Regions from separate parts of the Sus scrofa genome. Here all the other regions are linked to region 3. The links are chromatin contacts, called in public Hi-C maps. All regions are on one chromosome and are shown on one strand. Each heading gives the region's core, a stretch centred on a gene start, on an enhancer-like site or on the middle of the called end of the contact. The rest is flanking DNA. Distances are from core to core; before and after follow the strand shown. Region 1 overlaps KYAT3 (kynurenine--oxoglutarate transaminase 3). Region 2 holds the start of KYAT3 (kynurenine--oxoglutarate transaminase 3). Region 3 holds the start of LOC110260386 (DBIRD complex subunit ZNF326-like).

Region 1 (3,105 bases), core at 59-2,558, 750 kb before region 3:
CCCAACCATCTGCTAAGTTCTCTAATCAACCATTAGAGAGTGGAGCTAATGGGAAAAGTTCATGGAGTAGAAGGTAAGTTTCACGAGCATCCATCCAAACAATGGTTTTCTCTGCCCATTTCCAGCGCCCAGCACAGGGCCTGGCACACCTGCTGAATAAACAAATCAGTGCATTCCCATTGAACGGATGAATTAAAACAACTGGCTTTGGGAGTTTCCGTCGTGGCACAGTGGAAACGAATCCGACTAGGAACCATGAAGTTGCGGGTTCGATCCCTGGCCTCAATCAGTGGGTGTTGCCATGAGCTGTGGTGTGGGTCACAGGTGCGGCTTGGATCCCTTGTTGCTGTGGCTGTGGTGTAGGCCGGCAGCTACAGCTCTGATTCGACTCATAGCCTGGGAACCTCCATATGCCGCAGGTGTGGCCCTAAAAAGGACAGAAGACAAAAAAAAAAAAAAAAAAAAAAGAACTTCCCTCAGACCCTCGGAGATGGCTGTAATTCTGGGGCTCTGAAACAAATGGCTTTGTTTACAGACTACAGATAAGGCTAAAAATGTCCAACTACGGGTACAAGCATGTGGAGGAAAATGCTCACCCAATTACTACTGCTTAAGGTACTCACCATACATTGCTGTCAAGGCCTTCAATTCGTTTTGCATTTTTGAATTTCGAAGACATTTCCTGAAAGATACAAATATTGAAAACACTTTAAAATTCCTTGAATCAAAACGTGAAAAATCACGAGTAAAAAGAAGAGTACTAGAGATAAATTCTAGACGCCGGTACAAAATTCCGAAGAGGAATTCATCTTTCACCTACTGTTTCAAGGAGTGTTTTTTCTTATGAACCTTAGAGCTTCATCTTCTCACATAAGAACAAAAATACCAGCATAGTCTAAAAAATACATCAACTTAAAGGCCTGAAATGTACTCAAGAGACCAATGGTGATACTAAAAAAAGTCAGTTTAAGAAAACATCTCTGGCAGTTCCCACTGTGGCACAATGAGATCAGCTGAGACTCTGGGGCACTGGGACACTTCGATCCCTGGCCCAGGGGAGTGGGTTGAAGGATCTGTGTTACCGCAGCTGCAGCCTAGGTCACAGCCATGGGTGGGATCTGATCCCTGGCCAGGGAACTGCATATGCCGCAGGGAGGCCAAAAAAGAAAAAAAAAAGAATTGTGTTTAGAGTTCCCTGGTGGCTCAGTGGGATAAAAGTCCGGCGCTGTCACTGCTGTGGCTCTGATCACTGCGGGGGTGTGGGTTCAGGGACTCTGATCCAGGAACTTTCCCATGCTGTGGGTGCAGCCCAAAACAAACACCAAAAAACCTCAGGCACCTACGGACAATTAACCTCTGACAGAGGGGGTGAGAGTATACAGTGGAGAAAAGAAAGTCTCTTCAGTAAGTGAGGCCGGGAAACCCGACAGCTCCAGGCAAAAGAATGGAAATAGAACATTCTTGAACACCATACACAAACGTAAACTCGAAATGGATTAAAGACCTAGATAAGACTCTAAACCTCTTAGAGGAAAACACAGGCAGAACACAACTTCGACTAAATCACAACAGTATCTCTTTGGATCCACTTCCCAGAGTAATGAAAATAAAACCAAAACTAATGAAATGGGACCTAACTTGACTCAAAAGCTTTTGCACAGCAAAGGAAACCAGAACCAAAGAGAAAAAAACCCACAGGATAGAAGAAGATATCCGCACACAATACGACTAGCAATGGATTCACCTCCAAAATATACAAACAGCTCAGGAAGCTCTAAGAACAAACAACCCAATCAGAAACGTGGTCTGAAGATCTACACAGACCTTTCTCCAAAAATGACACACAGATGATGTCATATGAAAAGATGCTCAACATACTAATTATTAGAGAACTGCAAACCGAAACTACAGGGAGGTATCACCTCGCACTGCTCAGAACGGCCATCATCAAAAAACCCAGAAACAATAAATGCTAGAGGCAGCGTTCAGAAAAGGGAAGCCTCCTACCCTGCTGGCGGGAATGTAAAGTGGCACAGTCACTGCGGAGATTGGTATGGAGGTTCCTTAAAAAAGTGAAAAGAGAACTACCACATGATCCAGTAATCCCAGTCCAGAGCATCTGTCCAGAGAAAACCGTACTTCAAAAAGATAATGCACCCTGCTGTTCTCTGCAGCACTCTTCACAACAGCCAAGACACGGAAGCGGCCCAAGTGCTCATCGCCAGAGGAGTGGGTGAGTACAACGGAATGTCACTCGGCCACCACGCCAAGTGAGGCCAGCCAGAAAGAGAAAGACAAAACCATCTGATACCGCTTATGTGTGGGATTTTAAAAAAGGAGACAAATGAACTTATTTACAAAAGAGAAATGGACTCACAGACACAGAAAACAAACTGATGGTTACCAATGGGGGTGGGGAGAGGGATAAATTAGGAATTTTGGATTAAAATATAACACTTCTACATATAAAACAGATAACTGGAGTTCCCTTGTGGCACGGTGGGTTGAGGACCTGGTGTTGCCACTGCTGTGGCTTGGGTCACTGCTGTGGTGAGGGTTCCGTCCCTGGCTGGGAAACTCCCACATGCTGTGGGTGTGGCTGAGAAAAAAAAAGAATCAGCAAGGACCTACTGTCTAGCACAGGGAACTCCACTCATCATTCTGTAATAACCTACGTGAGAAAAGAGTCTGAAAAAGAATGGATCTGTGTATAGACATAACTGAGTCATTTTGCTGAAACTAATAGAACATTGCAAGTCAGCTATACTCCAGCACAAAATAAACTAATGTAACACCTTAAACGAATATAATCCTGCAAATCAGCTACACTCCAACATAAAACAAAAACTCAAATAAAACCATAATATGAATCATGCTCTGAAGATCACTTTAGGTAAGACGTACCAGCACTTTCACAAGTACGTTCCATATGTGGCATACAGAAGGCGCCAAACCAAATGGTTTAAGAACTACTCCGCAAGGAGTTCCAAATAAGAGGCACAGTTAGCATCACCGAGTCAGTACATACCAGGCACTACTCTAAGCGTCTTAAACAATTAACATTTAATATTTACAGCGACCCCACGTAGTGGCTCCATGATGAGC
Region 2 (3,308 bases), core at 151-2,650, 730 kb before region 3:
TGTTTCTCATTTACCCTTAAAAACAATATTCTGTGAAGGAAATCATGAATCATGGTGATCTAATAAAACTGATTATGGCATATAGTATATCTAGGATTAACTCCGCAGTCATATACCCATGATCAAGAGAAAACTGTGCTATTATCTCTGGAGGAGATGGTTTAAAATGAAGATACAGAAGATATGTATGGCATAGCTGGGGGTGACCTGAGGCTGAGAAGGCTGATGAATTGTTGGAGGATCCAGGGCGAAAGGTGAGTAAAGCCGTCAAAAGAACTGTGAGACGTTTGAAGCTGTAGACTTCAATCCAAATGATCAGTGGATAATGACTTTGCATGTGGGAAGGAGAGGCAGAAGGAATCAGTTGATAATGTCACAAAGTCCAGGATGTTCAGGTTAACTGCAAGCTCAAGGAAGATTAAGGTGCGGTGACAGTGAAAAGAGGTAGTGCTAATTAATGCACAAACCTGGTTAAGAGTTACCACAAACAGCTTTATTTCTGCTTCATGCTCTGGACTTTAGTCCACTTCTACAGCCATGTCATCGGAGCAAGAGTGGGGAAAATCAGGTAGGTTTAGCTGGCACAAGACAAGTTAGGACACGTGCTTTTGCAAGTTTCTGAAAAGCTGTTTTGTGAAAAGGGAGTCCGGGTAACTTATTACAAATTTCGTAGAAGGCAGCAACAGGTCTGACTGGTGTTTAAGTTGCAGCAGCTGGGTCTCAGGCCCAGGGGAGCTAGGACTTTGTACAGGGGGCTGTGGAAGGAGCAGCTGCCAAGTTCCTCCCTCAGGTAGCAAAGAAGGAGCCTGCAAGACGGAAAAATTGGGTGGCAGGCGCCAAAAGCAACAAATTGGACAGCTTTCCGCTCTGATTGAGAAACTATGGGCTCCCCTAAGAGTCGTTTCTGCGGCAAGTTGACAGCTGTTTTCCTTCGCATGAAGAATCCCCACTGCTGCCAACTGGAGTGGGCGTCAGCTTCCCTCACCGTCCACGAAGTGCCCCAACTGCCAAATCCAGCGCGAAAGGGGCGGACGAGGAGGGGCCCAGGGTCCCACCCGCAGGCCAAGCACCTCGGCGCCTCCTCCGCAGCAAACTCCTCCAGGCCCGCGTGGGCCGTATGCACCGGCCGCGCGCCCCGGAGCCGGACACGAGTCCAATCCTGAGCCGAGTCCAGCCCGGCTCTTCCTCCCACCCCGCAGGCGCGGCCCCCGCGCGCACCCAGCGGCCCCCTCCCTCCCGCCTCCTCTCGCGGCCCCGCTCGCGGAGCCCAGGCGGCCACGGCCTCCCCGCACCCGTACCTTACCGACGCGCCACTCACATCCCTTCCGCGAACACCTCGCTTTCCGTGGCCCAAGTCCCGCGAGAACTGGAGAGTGCGTCGGGGCGCTCCGACGTGGGGCGGGGCCTGGCCGGGAGTCAGAGCGCGGATTGGCTGAGGGTCAGCCGGGTAGTGGGCGGGGCACCGTCGGACGGGGAAGCGACCCGGAGGAGAGGAAGAGGGAAGGGAGATGTGGCCGGGGATGGGCTGCGGGCTCGGCCCCTCCGGACCGACAGGATGGGGATGGAGGCCAGACGAGTGTGGGGCAGGATCCGGGCTGCGGGACGTGGCTCCTCCGGGTAAGGGGGGCGGGGCGGGGTCTTGAATGTGGTCCGAGATGGGGTGCGACGCTGAGGTCCGGAGCCCTAATTGGAGGTGTGTGATGGGTTGGGTTGGCCCAGTGATAGGACGCGGGCAGATTTGGAAGGAAAAGCCGGTTGTCGGGTCCCAGGGCTTAGGCGAGGGGAGGGTTGTATTTATCGAGATGTTAGCCGGTGCAGAGAGGGCAAGGCTAAGGAGAGTGTGCAGAAGGGCGCGTGGGTGTATTTATCTCCTGGGGTGGGGGTGAGAAAAAAAGCAGAGAGGAATTTACGTTCCTGAACAGTAAAAGCGGGTGTGATCAGAGGACAGAATGAAGGGGCCGTGGAACTGAGGAGGAAAATCAATGACAGTTTAAAAGGGAAGGAAAATCGGCCAAGAGAAACAGGAACACCACGAATTACTCGTTTTTGAAGGCGGTGTTAGCAAAAGGAGAGCCTTGTATTAAGCATCGAGCTTCATGCTTCAATTTTCTTCCTTTCCAATTTTAAGAAGATGGGAGGATAGAAGGAGTGGGAGGGGAGGTAGCATTGTTATTCACGTCCGGAGGAAAGGAGAGAGATAACTTTTGGTTGAACTAGGTTCGCCGAGTTTCAGAGGCGGATGGAAAATTGGCTGTGTGCAGTTGGGAATCTCACCCCTAGATCGTGAGCTACTGTCAGGGCATTCGTTTGTCAATACTCTTCAACCAAAAGGCCACCAGGAGCACAACTGCAGTCCAAAAGCTGGTTTTATAACTTTACAAAGAGGGAGAAAACACACCTTGGGAACCTTGGGTCGTTTGAATAATAGAGTGTTAGAAGAGATCCCTATTCAGGGATCCCTATTAATGGATCTTGTCTGTTATGCCCCTTCCTCGTAGTCAGAGACTGACTGATGCTGATGTCCTTTTAGATTGCGGTACTTTCCTGGAGGAGCTCCGCCATCCGTGCCTCCCAACAGTGAAGTCTTAATGGTAAGTGTTTGCTCAATTTCTGATGCCAGGTACGGTGTTTCTTTTTCTCACGTGTAACATGCATGAATTGAGAACAGAGGTGCACAGGCTTCTGGGGGAAATGGGCAGAGAGAGCGTGTGTCTCCAACCTTTAAGAGGAAGAAAAGGCCAGAGACAAGCAAATGTGTATGATGGTTTGAAATGGTGTTGAGTGCTGTGGACGAAGCCGTGAGGATGGGAGACTGCGGGTCGTTTAATTAGGAGAGTCAGAAAAGGCTTCTTTTGAGGAGGGAACAGTGGAACCCAGAACTGAATGATGAAGAGACGACTTTGCCAAAAATGATTCTGGACAGAAAAATGGCAGTTGAAAAAGCCTTGGTATGGGAGCAAACTGGGCATGCAAGGACGAAGAGGGAGACCCCTGTGTCTAAAGCACAGTCATCCAGGGCTACGCGCTTCCAGATTGGGGTGGGGGGGAAGACAGGACCAGATCATGCAGAGCCCTGAAGGCCCCAGAACTTTGATTTTATTCTGAAGCAGCCACCAGAAAATCTTCATCACATTTTAGGAAGGACACTATCGTTTCTTCGGAGAAGAGACTTGGAGGGAGGTGCGGGTAGAAGCGGGAGCATCTGTTGGGGCGTAAGAAGGAGCAGTGAGGCTCTCCGGCCTGGGGTGGGCCTGGGGTGGGCAGGGGAGGGAACAGGGCTGGGGTGGTGCGCTTCCTCACCCTCCACC
Region 3 (2,966 bases), core at 26-2,525:
ATGGCAAGCCTAAGACATTTTCAGAGCTAATAAGCAGATGAAAGACTTCCGTGTAAATTGGGGGTGGGAGGATGGGAGAGGGTGGAATCCTGAAAGGATGAGTCGCAGGCTTCTGGCTGGGATTAGTGGGTGGGAGGTTACTCATGACGCCACCAGCAGAGATGAAAGAATGAAGGAGGATGAGCAGGTTGGAGGAGGGAAATTATGAGTTCAGTTTTTCAACACGTTACACTCAGGTGAATAAAAAATATGTATAGGAGGGAAAAAAGAAGAAAACAGTGCAAGGGTGGAGAACTGGGTGACTCAATGTGGGTGGAGAAGGAAAGTGATGGGGAAGACACAGTGCCCTGCCCAGATTTGGGGCTCCAGTGATATCGGTGAGTTTTTCCTTCAGTCCTGTTTCCAGAGGCTGCCTTTTTGGAACTTGATTCCAGCAACTAGTTGGACCCCAAAGAAGGGCAAACGGCTTGAATCATGATGTGCTCTCCTGTGACCAACTCACTATTGACACGATTTGCTCTATTTAATTTTTTTTTTTTCTAATCTGGAGTTCAAGCTGCTCCAGGGTTGGAATGACCAAACGGTTGTCTTTCCCCACATTGCCTTGTGGGTGAATAACGTTGCCCACTGCCCCTTGCGCTATTTCCAAAGTGGCAATGCAGTGCAAATGCTATTACGTATGTGCGCTTGCCCGACGTTGTCCTTCAAGTTCTGGGTGACTCCTGCCACAAATCTTCCCTGTCTGTTAAGCTTTACAACGCTTTTACTTCTCACTTGGACGTTCAGAACGTAATCCTAGACTGTCTTGAATCATACCGATCATGGTTCTCTACTTCGCAGTCTGTTCGCCTCTGTTTCCTGAGTTCTAAAAACGTTTCGGACTTGTGCGCCTCCAACGGCAGAAACTCCGTAAGAACTGTACATTTTCCGATCAGGCGTCATCAGCCAATAAAAAGCGAAAGGTCGGCACGTGGTGTATTAGTTCGGGCAGGAGAAGGTATTCCAACCGGATCCTTTCGCTTTTGCCAGAATCAAACATGGCGGGCCGCGGGCGGTCCTTCCAGAACACGGCGCGCTCTCTGCCGTGACCCCGGCCGGTCGGCGGGGCTCCCTTTTGTCACCTGCCTTTCCCCTCGGCCGCTCGCGAGGGTCGGCACGGGGAGCTTGACAGCCGACCTGCTTCCCGCCCCCACCCGGGGCCCGCCCACCAGGCCGCGCCGGCCAATCGCAGGCCGCGCTGCGGCGGCGGCGGCCGGCCCCGCCCCCAGCCTCGCCGTGGCCTGCGGCTCCGGGCCGGTGGCGCCGCTGTCGGTCGCGCTGACTGCTCGTGTGGACCCCGGGTCGCGGGCGCTCGCTGCCGGCCGCCGCTCAGCCCCCGCCGCCGAGGCCGTCGGCCCGAGCCTCCGCCATGGACTTCGAGGACGGTGAGCGCGGCCCCGGCGGGTCCCCGCGGCGGGCGGGAGGCGGGCCGGCCTGGCCCCGGGCTGTTTACCGTCTCAAGATGGCCGAGTGGCTTTGTTCTGCGGCCGCGGCCGGGCTGGGCCTGGGGGACCGCGCGCCCGGCGCCCGTCCCGGCGCGTGACCGGGGGCTCCGCGCGGGCCCCGGCGCAGCAAGGGCGCGCCCAGAGCGCCGCGGCCTGGGCCCCAGGCCCGCCCCCGGCCCGGCCCGGCCGGCCCGGCCCAGCCCCACTGCGGGGACGCTGCCCGCCGCCCCCCACTTCCCGGCCCCGGCCCCGCGGGGTGGACGGTGCCCGCCGCCTCCCTCTTCCCGGCGCTGCCCCTCGGCGTGAACCTTGCCCTCCCCCATCCCGGCCCGGCCCGGCTTGCTGCGTGGACGGTGTCCGCCGCCTCCCACTTCCCGGCCCTGCCCCTCGGCGTGAACCTTGCCCGTCCCCACCCCGGCCCGGCCCGGCCCAGCCCGGCCTCACTGCGAGGACGCTGCCCGCCGCCCCCCACTTCCCGGCCCCGGCCCCGCGGGGTGGACGGTGCCCGCCGCCTCCCTCTTCCCGGCGCTGCCCCTCGGCGTGAACCTTGCCCTCCCCCACTCCGGCCCGGCCCGGCCTGCTGCGTGGACGGTGTCCGCCGCCTCCCACTTCCCGGCCCCAGTCCCTCGGCATGGACCTTGCCCACCGCCTCCGACTTCCCGGTCCCGGGCCGGGCGGGCACTGTCCCCGCCCCGTGGGCAGCGACCCAGATCGTTCTTCCAGTGAATCCTCGGCCCCGGGTGACTTGTCACGCTCAGGTTTCGGGTTGTCTTAGTTTAAGATGAGCTTAAAGGGCGTCTGGAAAGTGATGAGTGTGGATCCATCTGTACCCGATGGTGTTTCTGGTTAGCGGACGGGTGTTCATCCACCAGCAAACATTGCCCGGTCGTTAATCCCTCCTGTGAAATACTTCCGTGAACCAAGGCATTTTTCTCTGTTTAGGGTGTGGATGGGACTTAGGTTCAAGTCCCAGTCTGGGTTCTGGCCAGGTTCAAGTCGTAAGTGTTGTCAGTTTCACCGCATCAGATGCCCTTCAAATCAGACCTTTGCACAGACGCCTGGGTTGGACTTACTGTTTAAGTAAACTGTATTTTAGCAGCGCCTTTCACTCGTCTCTCAGGCCGGTTCTTTAAACCATTTTCATATGCTTACAAAGTAAAATTAACTTGGTCTTCACCTTGCCTTCAAATCTTGCCCAATAGGAATTGGCGTCAAGATAAAATGAGCACATAATGACAGCATTAGGGGGGCACGGGAGTGGGTGTGAGTGGATTTAATCTTGAGTAATGGAGCATTTCTGAATAAAACCGGTCCATTAACAGTCGTAAGCCTCTAAGCCAACCACAAACAAAAAACAAAAACCAAAAAAATCTCTGTAACTTTGAATGTGCTGTGATGAGTCTGACTAAATGGTATTTTGACCTTTGATTTAATTTCATGCCACGAAGAGTTAAAGCTGCCAAATCTCAGCATATGAAAGGG

Evidence for each region. Hi-C and Micro-C count contacts between places; a contact is called where the count stands out from the background.
Region 1: a contact with region 3 is called in a Hi-C map of liver, with 5 times the contacts expected there. The contact joins the enhancer-like site here to the promoter of LOC110260386 in region 3. A contact is called at or near these places in 6 of 47 Hi-C or Micro-C datasets (alveolar macrophages, blood, embryonic fibroblasts and 3 more).
Region 2: a Hi-C map of subcutaneous adipose tissue shows a contact between it and region 3, with 2.0 times the contacts expected there. The contact joins the promoter of KYAT3 here to the promoter of LOC110260386 in region 3. A contact is called at or near these places in 7 of 47 Hi-C or Micro-C datasets (blood, embryonic fibroblasts, heart right ventricle and 4 more) and 1 of 2 datasets of contacts at active chromatin or transcription factors (alveolar macrophages).

What each region holds. Positions count from the first base shown.
Region 1 is chr4:127,470,569-127,473,673 of Sscrofa11.1, reverse strand. KYAT3 (kynurenine--oxoglutarate transaminase 3) reads right to left here. Exons shown (of 14, transcript XM_001929384.5): 3 at 624-682. Among named protein-coding and RNA genes, the nearest start is that of KYAT3, 21 kb to the right of the region's middle. Within about 2 kb of position 1,308, at least 8 of the 83 cell types and tissues checked have an H3K27ac peak or open chromatin away from gene starts, as enhancers often do. A contact at or near this core is called in liver, where this site is marked.
Region 2 is chr4:127,449,567-127,452,874 of Sscrofa11.1, reverse strand. KYAT3 (kynurenine--oxoglutarate transaminase 3) reads right to left here and starts at 1,400. Exons shown (of 14, transcript XM_001929384.5): 1 at 1,319-1,400.
Region 3 is chr4:126,716,154-126,719,119 of Sscrofa11.1, reverse strand. It overlaps LOC110260386 (DBIRD complex subunit ZNF326-like), which reads left to right and starts at 1,275. Exons shown (of 4, transcript XM_021090293.1): 1 at 1,275-1,424. The coding sequence starts at 1,409. LOC102159118 (a long non-coding RNA gene) reads right to left here and starts at 1,163. Exons shown (of 3, transcript XR_002343632.1): 1 at 1-1,163.